Linked DNA regions of Danio rerio: region 2 is linked to region 1. Evidence: chromatin contacts called from public Micro-C data. All regions are on one chromosome and are shown on one strand. The core of a region is the stretch at or near the end of the contact, and the rest is flanking DNA. Distances in the headings are between cores, read along the strand shown.

Region 1 (6,431 bases), core at 2,752-5,251:
CTAAACCATCTGAAAGGACGAACGAGGGGAAAAAATCTGATGAGGCAATCAGGGAAACCTTTGGAAAAAGACGTTAAGATATTACTGACAGCAAGAGAATCTCTAGGACTGTAATAATCATAGACCACAGGTTCCAGACCAAAGTGATTATTCGGTTAATATTGTGTGTGAAAGATCCCCGCAGCTATCAAACTAACAAGCGCATGAGGCTTTGTTGTTACTCTTAATGCGTATATTACCCAAAACACCCCAAATTTTATGGAAACTTAAAGTGCATTTATAGGCCAATAAGTTTCAGGTGGGAAACAGCAGGATCTAAAGGTGTTCCCCCTGATTTACAAGAAGTTCTCCTCTGGTTTTCCCCGGTCTACACCCCATATTAAACCCAGTGCCCTTGGCTGGCTGGAAAACTGTGATCTAAGGTGAACAGTGTAGCTAAGAGCTACAGCATGCCTTAAATTTCTCCACATAAGTGATAGCAAATGCCCCACCTTCCCGATTTCACCTCATCATTAAAACAAGCAGTGACTTGACACATATTTTGGATAGCATATGGTGAACTGAATTGGAAGATGGGGAAAGCAAGAAAGTTCTAGTGCTGGGTCATACCTATGACGCTTTTAGCGAACGAAGAACGCTTGAGGGTGGCCAGGCCCAGATCACCGATCTTTACTGAGCCGGTGGGTCCGGTGATGAAGATGTTGTCACACTTCAGGTCCCGGTGGATGATTGGTGGAGCCCTGGTGTGCAGGAAGTGCAGGCCCTTCAGGATTTGTCGGCACCAGCTTCGCAACACCTTTATCTTCATCACCTTGAAGCGTTTCAGATATCTGAGGAACAAAAAGATTGGACAATTATCCCGATGTTCTTCTTCATTGGCCAACCACAAGGATTTTAGGACCTTGACATGAGTAAAAACAAACAGCAAATGTATAAACAGAAGATGATATGAGTTTTTTCAAGTCTGCTGTCTTGAAAAAACATTTAGACCAAGAAGAGAGTGAGTAAACGCTGTACTACACAGGGTAGAGTTGCACCTGCTCTTTTAAGTTCTTGCTTAAACTGTAAAGTCCACAGTAGAGGCTTAGAAGCTACTAGCTAGTTTGTAACTAAACCTGTTCTTATTTTGGTTGCACCACATGCTTTTAAGGCAGAATGTACTTAGTAAGTTGTAAGCTCTTCGTAAAGTAGTGCGGTCGCACTGAATGATGTAATACGCTTATTTCACGCAGCCGCCATTTTAAAGAACCAAAGCAAGGCTGCGGTGGGAAGAAACCTTGAAGTATAGGACCAGCACTGTGAACATTGCAGCAACATGCTGTGGACTACAAACCTCCAGCTGTTGCCGAGATTTTAAAATGCAGAAATGGTGTAAACCATCACTTTGATATTAAACAGTAAGTTTAATTTAAAAAAATAAAAGCAAATTAGGCATCAAACAACATCACAATCTCTGTAAGAGTAATATGCTCAAGTGTCCTCCAAGGCTTCAATTCATGGCACCAGTTAAACACCGTGGGGACGCTTTCCTGCTTCAGCCTATGTAACCCGGTGAGTGATAAAACACTGCAGTCCTCCGTAGCACACCCTCGTGTTGTCTGTAATAGTGTTGTCCCGGTACTGAATTTTTAAAACCAGCTAACATTGAAGCGCAGCGGAGTGGGGATAACTCAACTGATCTTCATGGCTGCTTCGCACTCCAGTCTTCGTGTATCTGTGTTTGCACTCAGTTTACCGCTCTTCACCCAGTGCAAACACAGATACACAGAGACTGGAGCGCGAAGCAGCCATGAAGATGTCGAGTCATCAAGCAGATCGCTCGGCTCGTCTGTGTTTGAGCTCAGTAAACAGCGGTGCGTGAAATGATGACCTTCTCGGCCAATCACAAGCATTTCTGTCGACCACGTGAACAAAGGGAAATCAGCGCCGTTTTAAGAAAGCCATCAACAGTGCCTTAAATGTTAGGGCGAAATTTTTCATCTAATTCAGTATTGTGACAAGTTTAATATAGTGAAAGAATCGGTTCATTAATTCGAGTTTGATAAATGGCATCTAAAACGTGTGTTTGAGAAAGAAAATGATAGCTAACTTGTGCCATTTTCCTTTACTTAGCTGAAAGTGAGCTTTGATATCCCTTTTTATTTTTACCATTCATTCAGATCGGACATTCGGGTCACTCGGAAGGCGGTGGAATAAAACATTTGTGTCTCTTTACCTTCGCTGATAAGATATACAGCCAAGCACATAACGTTCCTGAGCAACTCTCAACGATACTTCCGGGTTTCTTCCCAACGCAGCCTCGACTTGGCTTTTAAAAATGGCAGCCAAGTGAAATCAGTCTATAACCAATAAGAAGCTTTCAAATTGTTAGGTTTCAAAACATAGTTCTGCTTTGATATATGTTGCTCCAATAAAACCACGACATGGCCACGGTCTGGAGATATTATAATGTTGATGACTACAACATTGTCATATCAAACTGTAAAATATGTAAACTTTGGATTGCTGCCTGGTGTTTTAAGTTGAGGTGCTGTCTGTTTTTATATTAGATTACTTTTTATATTTACTGTTTCACTAAAGTCCAAAAGTGAAGAATTGATGTCATTTATTACTCAAGCTACGTCACAGAAGTACTCTGTTTGTTAAGAGAGTTGTTGAATGTTAAAATAAGGTGAATTAAATTAAAAATAAAGATCATCCGGGATCTGTTTCTTTACTCTTCTTTTTTTATGTATTATAGAAGTATCAGATTGGGTTTCGGGAACTTGGGGAAAAAAAACTGATCGGGACATTCCTACTAATCTCACTGTCATTTCTTTTCTAATGTTATACATTGGCTGCTGTAAATATTTAACTGGAAAATAGAGTTACGTTTAATGTTATACATTGGCTGCTGTAAATATTTAATTGGAAAATAGAGTTGCGTTTAATGTTATACATTGGCTGCTGTAAATATTTAATTGGAAAATAGAGTTACGTTTAATGTTATACATTGGCTGCTGTAAATATTTAATTGGAAAATAGAGCTACGTTTAATGTTATACATTGGCTGCTGTAAATATTTAATTGGAAAATAGAGTTGCGTTTAATGTTATACATTGGCTGCTGTAAATATTTAATTGGAAAATAGAGCTACGTTTAATGTTATACATTGGCTGCTGTAAATATTTAATTGGAAAATAGAGTTGCGTTTAATGTTATACATTGGCTGCTGTAAATATTTAATTGGAAAATAGAGCTGCGATTAAACTAAGTTAAATGGTGCAATACAAAGCTATTTAGTGGTGCGCAAGTTGTAAAGTAGTGCATCTTTACATCTTAACTTTCACATTGCTGGTGCAACCGGCCCCCAGCCCATTAAGATCAGTGCATATGAGAATCAGGCGGAATTAAACGATTACACAAAGATGGGTCTGGAAGCAACCATACTGACAGTTGCATTCTCTTCTATTACACAGCAGTAGTCCCAGATAAAAGAGAGGACAACAGCATGTGAAGACGGTGGTACAGCACTTTCGTTAGATTAGCTTGGCCTAATCAAATCTTGGAGCTGAGCCACAGCCAGGATTTGGCCATGTAATCCTCATTACAACAATCTACTCAGTTCAGGCACCAATACAGTGGGAGCTGGGTACCCTTTATCCCATAATGCCCTAGGTGAAGATGGGCACAAGCAAAACTTAAAGGCATAGTTCACTCAAACATGACATTTTACTCATTATTTACTCACTCTTGTGTGGTTTTCAAACCTTTGGACCTTCTGTTGAACACAAAAGAAGATATTTTGAAAAACTCTGAAAGTCTGTAATAATTGACTTCTATGGTAGAAGGCAAAGGCTACAGTTTTTTTTTTTAACAAATGAAAGTCAAATAGGTTTTAAACAAGTGAGTAAATGATGACGGAATTGTAATTTTTGGGTGAACTATCCCTAACATATACAGTAGCACGGTTGACTCATTTGTTATAGGGTGTGACATGGTTGTCTAGAGGAGAATCGGATAACTGATTTTACAGATGTTTACGGATGACTGTTATTGTGACTCATGAATCAAATTCTTTCCCCTTCCTTTTCCTCTTCTCATAGTAAAAGAAAAAAAAATGGTTGATTAACATCAGATCAGCTTTTCCAAGACTGCTTGAGAGGAGATATGGCAAGCCGAGTGTTTTTGTGTAAACAGATAACATCTGTAGTTTGCTTAGTAAGACCGAAGCGAGCATGAGTAGTGCTTCGCCCAGCAGTCGGAGGTGGGTGGTGGTACAGGTCATCTTTGATGGAGTGTGCCAGCTGACTGACAGATGGGATCCGAGCCAAGGGTAAGTCCCGAGGCGATGCGGGTGCGAGCAACAAAGCCTGATTCAAAACGGTCTCATCACTCAACACACCCAGCAGCTCCCACAGAGCCTCAACAGGCTGTTCTCCAGCTACACCAACAACTCTCTCCACACTTCCAAAACAGTAAAGTCATTCAAAACAGTCTGTCTCTGACTTTATAAACAGTGAAACTCTTAAGAAAACATGCATTTTGATTTCGGATTTAACTGTAATGGAGTAACAATGCTTGAAGGGTCTGTTTATGTATGTTTCTATTCTAAATGAGGTCATAAAGGGCTGCCGTGGCCTAATGGTTATGACTTGGGATCCAAAGGTTGCAGGTTTGAGCACCAGCAGGGATTGTTGACATGGAGAGTAAACAAATATACCACTTAAAACCCCGGCTAAGGTGATTCCCTTGAGCAAGGCACCGAACCCCCAACTGCTCAATAGGCAGCTCACTGCTCTGGTTTATAAGTGTAAGGGTGCTTTCACACTAGCACTTTTGGTCCACATGACGTCAAAGTATGGTACGTTCAGCTAGTGTAAACGTGTCTTCCGAACTTGGGTGCTCACCCACGAACCGTACCCGAGTCAGCCTGAAAAAGGTGGGCCTGGGGTACGGTTCATCACTTCTTATTTAAACGCAATCGTATCAAAAAACGAAAGTGAACCGCCAACTGCACAACAATTTTTAGTTTTCATAACGTTCATTCGTGTGTGTATGTCTCTGTATCCCCTACCTTGGTGACAAGCGGGACTGACCCCGTGCAAACAGTGATAATGTCTGCTTGTCTTGAACAAAAACGACTTCTGCAGACACTGCGTGATGTTCTGAATGTTTTGAATATATTTTGCAGCAGATAGACGCACGTGGCTTTCTGTATTTTGGTTTTGGCAACAAAAGCAAAAGAATCAGTAGAAGCAGAATGATGTGATATGCAGACGTCTCCATTTTGGCGCTTTGCTTTCGTGGCCGCCACCTAACTTAATGACGAAAGCGTACCGGAGTTCAGAGGGAAAAAAAGACGACGTGAAGGCAAGAAGCCAAGAAGGTGGCAAGGGGGGACAATCAAACTTGAAATCAATCCAGGCAACTGAACCAGGTGTGAAAGCACCTTAATTCGCTTTGGAAAAGTGTTGCAGAAATGTTAATGGCAATGCTGGACTATAAAGCTTCAAAAGGTGAACAAAAAGTTTTTATTCAGGTTTTAGACTACACGAAAACCAGTCAAGACTTTTTTGGCACAACTGACTTAATGTATGATGTACAATAGATACTAGAATGAATCGTAAATGGAATTTATCATAAAGTATGATTAAGAATCATTTAATCTTGCATGATGTGTTACAGTGGATGAAAAGTGACTCAACTTATGGGATGCTTAAAATCCCAACAGAAAGAATAAAAAGTGTAATTTTTTGGGTCCAACATGCCGCTTGTGACAGTGACCTCTGAACATAATTTATGGTCAAATTAAAAACAATAGTATTGGTGCTGCTGTGTGAAATTATGCAAAATAGAAAGACCATTGTTCAGCAACCAAAGGTTATAAAGGAAATAGACGTTGTCCATTGGTACCGCACACTGGTACTATCCATTGTTCGATTGGTACCTGAGTCGATACTTTTGAAAACCCTAGTAGTAGTTACTGCATGTTTGTTGCTCACGAAACAACAAGAATTTACTCAGGGAGTCAAAATCAGATAACCTAGTGAATGTGACATAAAAATATTGTCTGCACCCGGCATTGCTTTAAAGGAGGACACAAAGACGGACAAGCCCCCCTCTGGACAGTTAGGTCTTTGATGACAACAATGAAAACAATGATTGGTTAAGCATGGCACGGCCGCCTCTGTGGAACGCTGTTCCTACCTGACCTCCTGATTGTTGTTTATCTTTGTGATGGAGGAGCAGCCATGCAGAACGCCACACATTGCTGGGATGCCAGGGGTGACGACCACAAGGCAAGCCTATTTGTCATTTTTTTCCCTTTTCACTCATTTCCACATGCCTCCCCCACTGCCTTTCTCTCTCTTGGAGGTAGCAGCAGTGTTCCTGCGCTATCTGGCTAATTGTGCGTGACTGGGACAATGAGGATGATGGATCTCCATGTG
Region 2 (6,431 bases), core at 2,726-5,225, 46 kb after region 1:
ACTGTGTCACACTTTGGAATGTAGTAATGAACAGCATGAAATCCAGCAAGGATAGCATCTGTGTTCGAGAAAAACATGAATTCAAACGCTTCAAAAAATGCAAGCCTGACTCTATCATGAAAGGAATTTGTAACTCAAAACAAGTGTGCTTTGCATTCCTAGCATTGCTGGATGTGGCTAAAATGAGTAAATATTATGTCTTCCATTTACAGTACAATGACGATAAAAATAATAATAATATTATGACAAAATAGTCATGGCAACAATGTTTTATATGACTTTAACCTCTCTTAAGTTAAGCAAAAGTTTAACGGATGCAAGTTGAGAAGATCAACATGCCTACTAAATCATTTGGGCATAACCAGCAACTTCTTCACCCACATCCTGTAGGGGCACCATAAGAACCATGACCGCAAATCTATACAAACATGTTTCACAAATGTGACTTCCTGTTTAACTTTGGCACTCGTTTTCTAACCCATGTTTGTGTTTCACAACAGCAGTTTAAAGCTTTTGCAATTCACATCAAACAGCATGAGCGCCTGCTACAATTAACCAAGGCTGCAGAGATTGATAACAGGATTGTTTCTTACCTGAAGTTCACACCACGCCACCTCCACTGTTGTCTCTGTGTCCAAGCCCTTGTAGACCGTTTTGAATGATCCACGTCCAATTTCGATGTCAAATTTGAGGAAGCGGCCATCAGGAGAGGTGCCCACAGCTTTGGTCTCGACTTCTTCAATTTCGTCCTGCTCCTTTTTCACAGCCTCCCTCAGCTCAGCTTCAGCACGGGCCTTCGCCACCCCTCTCTCCTCCTCCTCCTGCTTGTCTGTCACTCGACTCTCTTGCTCTTTGTCACCAACATCACTGAGCTCGGTCTCCACCTTCCCAAGGACTTCACTCTGCCTTGAGCCTGCATCCTGCACAGAAGGACTCTGTACCTCCACAATCCCTTCAACCCCAGCACGTCTTTCATCCTCTGAACGTTCTTCCACTACGGCCGCCGAAACTACTGTTTGGGTGTCAAGAGTTACATCAGGGGTCGAACTCAGCACCGTGGGTATAACAAACTGCTCGCAGTCTGGAGGTGAGGTGAGGATGCAGGCCTTGCTGGGCAAGTCAAGGGCTGTGGCATTGGAGTCACAGATGACGCTACGTCTGAAAAATCTATGCTCGGCCGTCTTCAGATCTTTATCCATGGTGTGGCGTCGCTTTCTGACCTCCGTGTCTAGCTTCTCACCAACCAGCGAGTCTGAACCGGAGCCATTCACATTCTTTGGAGGTGGCGGGGCCAAGAAGGTCACCACCTTGTTGGGATTTTCCGATGACATCTTTCCAGGGAAAAATAAACTTGAACGTATAAATAAATAATTTTGGAAAAAAGCGTAAATGTAAACTTTGACCTTTTGCGTAAATTTCCTGCTCTTGCTTTCAACTGTGGCACAAAAAGATTGAGAAAAAAATAAACGCTCACGTGAACCACAGAGTTTGCTGGAAGGCCCCCTCCGTGGGGTATTCCTTACTAACAGTTACTCTTACAGTGTAAAGGGCCAGAGCCCAAGAGAGGAGGTGTTCTTTTATAAACGTAAAAGAACAAGACACAGTTACTGAGAGGCAAGCACTGATGGTGACAGACAAAAACTGTCAAATCCACTTCATCCATCCTGCAGTGACCCGGAGACAGCCGTCATTGGGCATAAGGAACCTTAAAAGGAAAAAGGGCAAAGGCCTTGATGTTCTTCAGACCTTCAAGGTGCAGGAAACCTGGCTCCGAAACCCAAAACCAGGTTCAGATGTACTACAAGAGACATACAAAGAACATATTATTTTAGCTTTCACATTTATTTAAGCATTTAAATCTTTTCTAAAGGTATAGTTCGCCTAAAACTGATGCTTTACTAGCTACTCTCAAGTAGGCATGGGCCGGTATAAGATTCTGATGGTTTGATAACCTTGGATTTAAATATCACGGTTTCAGGGTATCACGGTATTGTGATTACTGCTCTAAAATATATTGTTTTTAAATGTCTGGGTAAAAAACAAAAACTTTTTTCTCTTTTGAACACAATATTTTTAAATTTGGGAAACATTTTTAAAAATTTGGAGCGGTAAACATGTCAGGCTAAATAATTCAAATGAATAATTGACTTCTGCCGTCTTCGTTTGTTTTAAAAACACAGATTTCTTTACTATTAAAAAAACAGCATCTTTGCATATCATTTCTGCTGGAGATACTGTTCTCCTAAACAAGTGAAAAATATATATATTAAAAATCCTTAATCATACCTTAGGAATGGTATAGCTGAAACTTTGCCAGTTTTAAAACCTTGACTTTTGACGGCGGTATACCCTAAAAAGGGTTATCATCCCATGCCTACTCTCAAGTGGTTACAAACCAGAGTTTCTTCTGTCGAACACTGAAGAAGATTTGTTAAGAAAAACTGTAAACCCGTAATGACTGACATCCGAAGAAGGAAAATCAAATACAATGGACAGGTTTCCAGCTTTTTTTTTAAATGTATTTAACAGAAGAAACTCAAACAGGTTTTGAACAAGTGAAGGGAGAGTAAATGATCAAATAATGGTAATTTGTGGGTGAACTATCCCTTTAATAGGTATGATTACACAACTGAAGACTGACACATAAAGAATAAACTAAGAAATGACAAATATTAACATATAACAACTAAAGACAGCCCTAACTGTTCATCATGTTAATAAATATTCACATTAAATGCAAATGTAGCAACATATTGGACTGTAGTACTGCCTTTACAGCGTTTCTCAGAATCATATGCCGACTCGTTTTCTCCGTGTCACTGCTTGGCTCAAGCCAACGATTCCCAGGCCTTTTTTTGGACACTGAGTCAGCCAGGTGTTCCGTTCCGATCGTAAAACCGTAAATTATATAATACATTGCGTCAAAATGTCAACAAAACAAAAACACGGCATGGCAGATGAACGCGTCTACTGCGCACGCGGGGGTCGCGAGACGGGTCGCCCTGGTTACGTGTGGTGGCCAGCTGAGATTTGGGGGATTTTTATAACTGTAAAGCACAACACTCAAAAGCATTTAGCAATTTTAAACGATTACAAGCAACACACAATGTAAGATGCGTTTATACAATGTTGTCAAGTGACGACAACCGTTGGTTCTTGAGGTCTCGAGTTTGCTCTTAAAATAACGTCGCGCACCTTTAATAACGTTTATTGAACAGGAAGCGCGTACGAATACACGCGCTTCCCACATACAACACAGCACATATACCGGGTGTATTTATCATGTCAACACACAATTATCAGATGGCTTATAGCTATCTACAATACATTTGGCTGCAATAAGTAAATAGGAGGCTGGCCAGCGATTACCTTTCGTATCGTCATATCCATTCCCCGCTGATGTAGACAAAGCGACAGCTGCAGTTGCTCGAGTTGACCGAGCGAATAATTTAAGTGAGATAATCGCCAAACTGTTACGAAGGCAAAATATGATGACGACTATAAACAAGAAAACATAAATCCAATAGATTTAAGTTAGCACAGCTTCGCGTTCATCGCGCTGTTTTGCTCTACAGGCCAAGTTCAACACGGGGCTGTTGAATCCAGCGCGATGTGATGGTTTTAATGAAATCGGTATCCAGCGTAACGATGATGTATCCCGTGATAAAACATCATGACAAATCACCAACAGTGTCCGGTTCCGGTGGACTGCACGCGGATCCGCTGAACCCACGGATTTTTCTCCCTTTCACGTGAACAATGCAACAACATCCACTGCAGTTTGCGTTCGCGGCTGTCGAACCGGCGAAATCGTTATCCTTACGCAGCAGCAGTCGACAAATGACATCCAGTAGTCTCCATATGCAGCATTCGGGGTTTGTCTGTTACTGCTGCTCTTGGTTCGGGTGGTGTTATTAAGACTCCAGTCTGTCACGTTGGTTTTAGCTCCGAGGCTGCTGCTGTCTACCCTCCCACTGAATACTGACAGCACAGCGCCAGCCGACAGTGGCGTGAAGCCGCCTGAAGAGGTCACTGTTTCCTTCCCGAGTCCATTTGTTTATTTATTTATTTGTTTGTTTCATTATTTGGGTAGATATTAAAAAAACATCATTTATTGTGCACTTCTTTTTTTTCATTAGAATATGCAAAAAAGTACATAAATTGGGATCATACAAATACAAAAAAAAAAAAAACATCAACAAAAAACCATAATAAAACAACTATAAAAAACAAAACAAATACAATATAGTCAGGTACTGTTAGGTGTGTGTGTGTGTGTGTGTGTGTGTGTGTGTGTGTGTGTGTGTGTGTGTGTGTCCATGTAAAGGTAACTTGGTGGAAAGGTCAGATTACATACATTAGGAACAATATCAGCCAATAAATGAATCAAGTATCGCAGATACAAGTAAAACAGATAAAAAAGAAACCAGTCAGAGTTAGGGAGTAACAACAATGCTTAGTAATGTATGATAGTAATAATGACAGTAAAAAGAAAGAAAGGACAACAGTAATAATAAATGACAATGATAATAAATCACAAGTACTACACTAACTACTACTACTACATAAAGTTTCTTATATTACAACTACTATTGCTGCTACTACAGTCACAACTACAACTATTACTACTATAATGTCTACTACTGCTGATACTACCACAACAATGACTATGTCATGAATGTATTTATTGTGCACTTCTGAATTTAATAAAAAGTATGGAGGATGAAACCTATGGATAATTAAACAATAAACAAATAAATATGTGAATAAATACATAAAATAATAAATAAATCCTCAAAGTCCTGCATAAATAAAACAATTAGTAAATATGCAAATAAATAAATTAATTAATTAACAAATCCTCAAAGTCCTGCATAAATAAAACATTAAATTAATATGCAAATAATTAAATTAATTAACAAATCCGCAAATTCCTGCATAAATGAAACAATAAATATGCAAATAATTAAATAAATTAATTAATTAATCCTCAAATCGATGCATAAATAAAACAATGAATAAATATGCAAATAAATAAATAAATTAATCTTTAAATCTCTGCATAAATAAAACAATAAATAAATATGCAAATAAATACATTAATTAATTAATTAATCCTCAAATTCCTGCATAAATATCCAACTAAATAAATATGCAAATAAATTAATTAATTAATTAACGAATCCTCAAATTTCTGTATAAATAAAACAATAAATAAATATGCAAGTTAATTAATTAATCAATCCTCAAATTCCTGCATGGATAAAACAATAAATAAATATGCAAATTAATTAATTAATTAATCAATCCTCAAATTCCTGCATAAATAAAACAATAAATAAACATGTAAATAAATAAATAAATATATATATATATATATATATATATATATATATATATATATATATATATATATATATATATATATATATATATATTTTTTTTTTTTTTTTTTTTTTATAAATATATATTAAAAACCACAAATTCCTGCATAAATAAATAAATAAATAGTGTGAGCAGACTAAAAATTAAACAAATTACACAGATGTTGGGGGAATAAGGAAATACTAAACTGAAAGTAGATTTTTTCCCCTTTCACACCACACTATTAATTATTTGTAAATTTATTTATGCAGGAATTTGTAGAATTATATATACATTTATTTATTTGTTTATTTATTTATTTATTTGTGTATTTACTTATTTATTTACTGTTTTGTTTATGCAGACATTTGTGTATAGTTATTTATTCATTTATTAGCAAATTTGTTTATTTAATGTTTTATTATTTATTTATTTATTTATTTATTTATTTATTTATTTATTTATTTATTTATTTATTCATTATTTTATTTATGCAGGAATTTGTAGATTTATTTACTCATTTATTTATTTATTTGCATGTTTATTTCTTTATTATTTTATTTATGCAAGAATTTGTAGATTTATTTAACTGTAATTTCTAAACAATATATTTTTTTTTCGTATTTGTTTATTTGTTTTTGCAGGTTTTATCCTATAAATATAAATAATAATAAACAAATGATTTAATAAACAAATAAATGCACAAATTCCTGTATAAATAAAATAACGAATAAATAAATATGCAAATAAATATATACAATTTACAAATTCCTGTATAAATAAATATACAAATAAATATTAATAGTGTAGGCTGATAAATATTTAAATAAATTACACAAATGTGGTTGGAATAAGAAAATCAGCCTGCAGTATTAATTAATTCTGCATTTATTTATGCAGGAATTTGGGGATTTATTTACTAATTTATTTATTTGCTTATTTATTTATTTATTTATTTATTTATTTATTTATTTATTTACTTGTTTATTTATTTGTTTGTTTGTTTATTAAATTAATTATTTTATTAATTAATTTGTTTGTTTGTTTGTTTTTATTTTTTGAGGGAA

Evidence for each region. A called contact is a pair of places that touch in the nucleus more often than the background predicts.
Region 2: a contact with region 1 is called in a Micro-C map of caudal fin, with 4 times the contacts expected there. The contact joins the promoter of wnk1b here to the enhancer-like site in region 1. A contact is called at or near these places in 4 of 18 Hi-C or Micro-C datasets (caudal fin, embryo, hematopoietic stem cells and 1 more) and 2 of 4 datasets of contacts at active chromatin or transcription factors (caudal fin and gastrula embryo).

Annotation. Positions count from the first base shown.
Region 1 is chr4:8,592,615-8,599,045 of GRCz12tu, forward strand. wnk1b (WNK lysine deficient protein kinase 1b) reads right to left here. Exons shown (of 26, transcript XM_073947021.1): 4 at 610-830. Among named protein-coding and RNA genes, the nearest start is that of wnk1b, 47 kb to the right of the region's middle. Within about 2 kb of position 4,002, at least 4 of the 62 cell types and tissues checked have an H3K27ac peak or open chromatin away from gene starts, as enhancers often do. A contact at or near this core is called in caudal fin, where this site is marked.
Region 2 is chr4:8,638,459-8,644,889 of GRCz12tu, forward strand. It overlaps wnk1b (WNK lysine deficient protein kinase 1b), which reads right to left and starts at 3,976. Exons shown (of 26, transcript XM_073947021.1): 1 at 3,370-3,976; 2 at 594-1,798. The coding sequence starts at 1,331.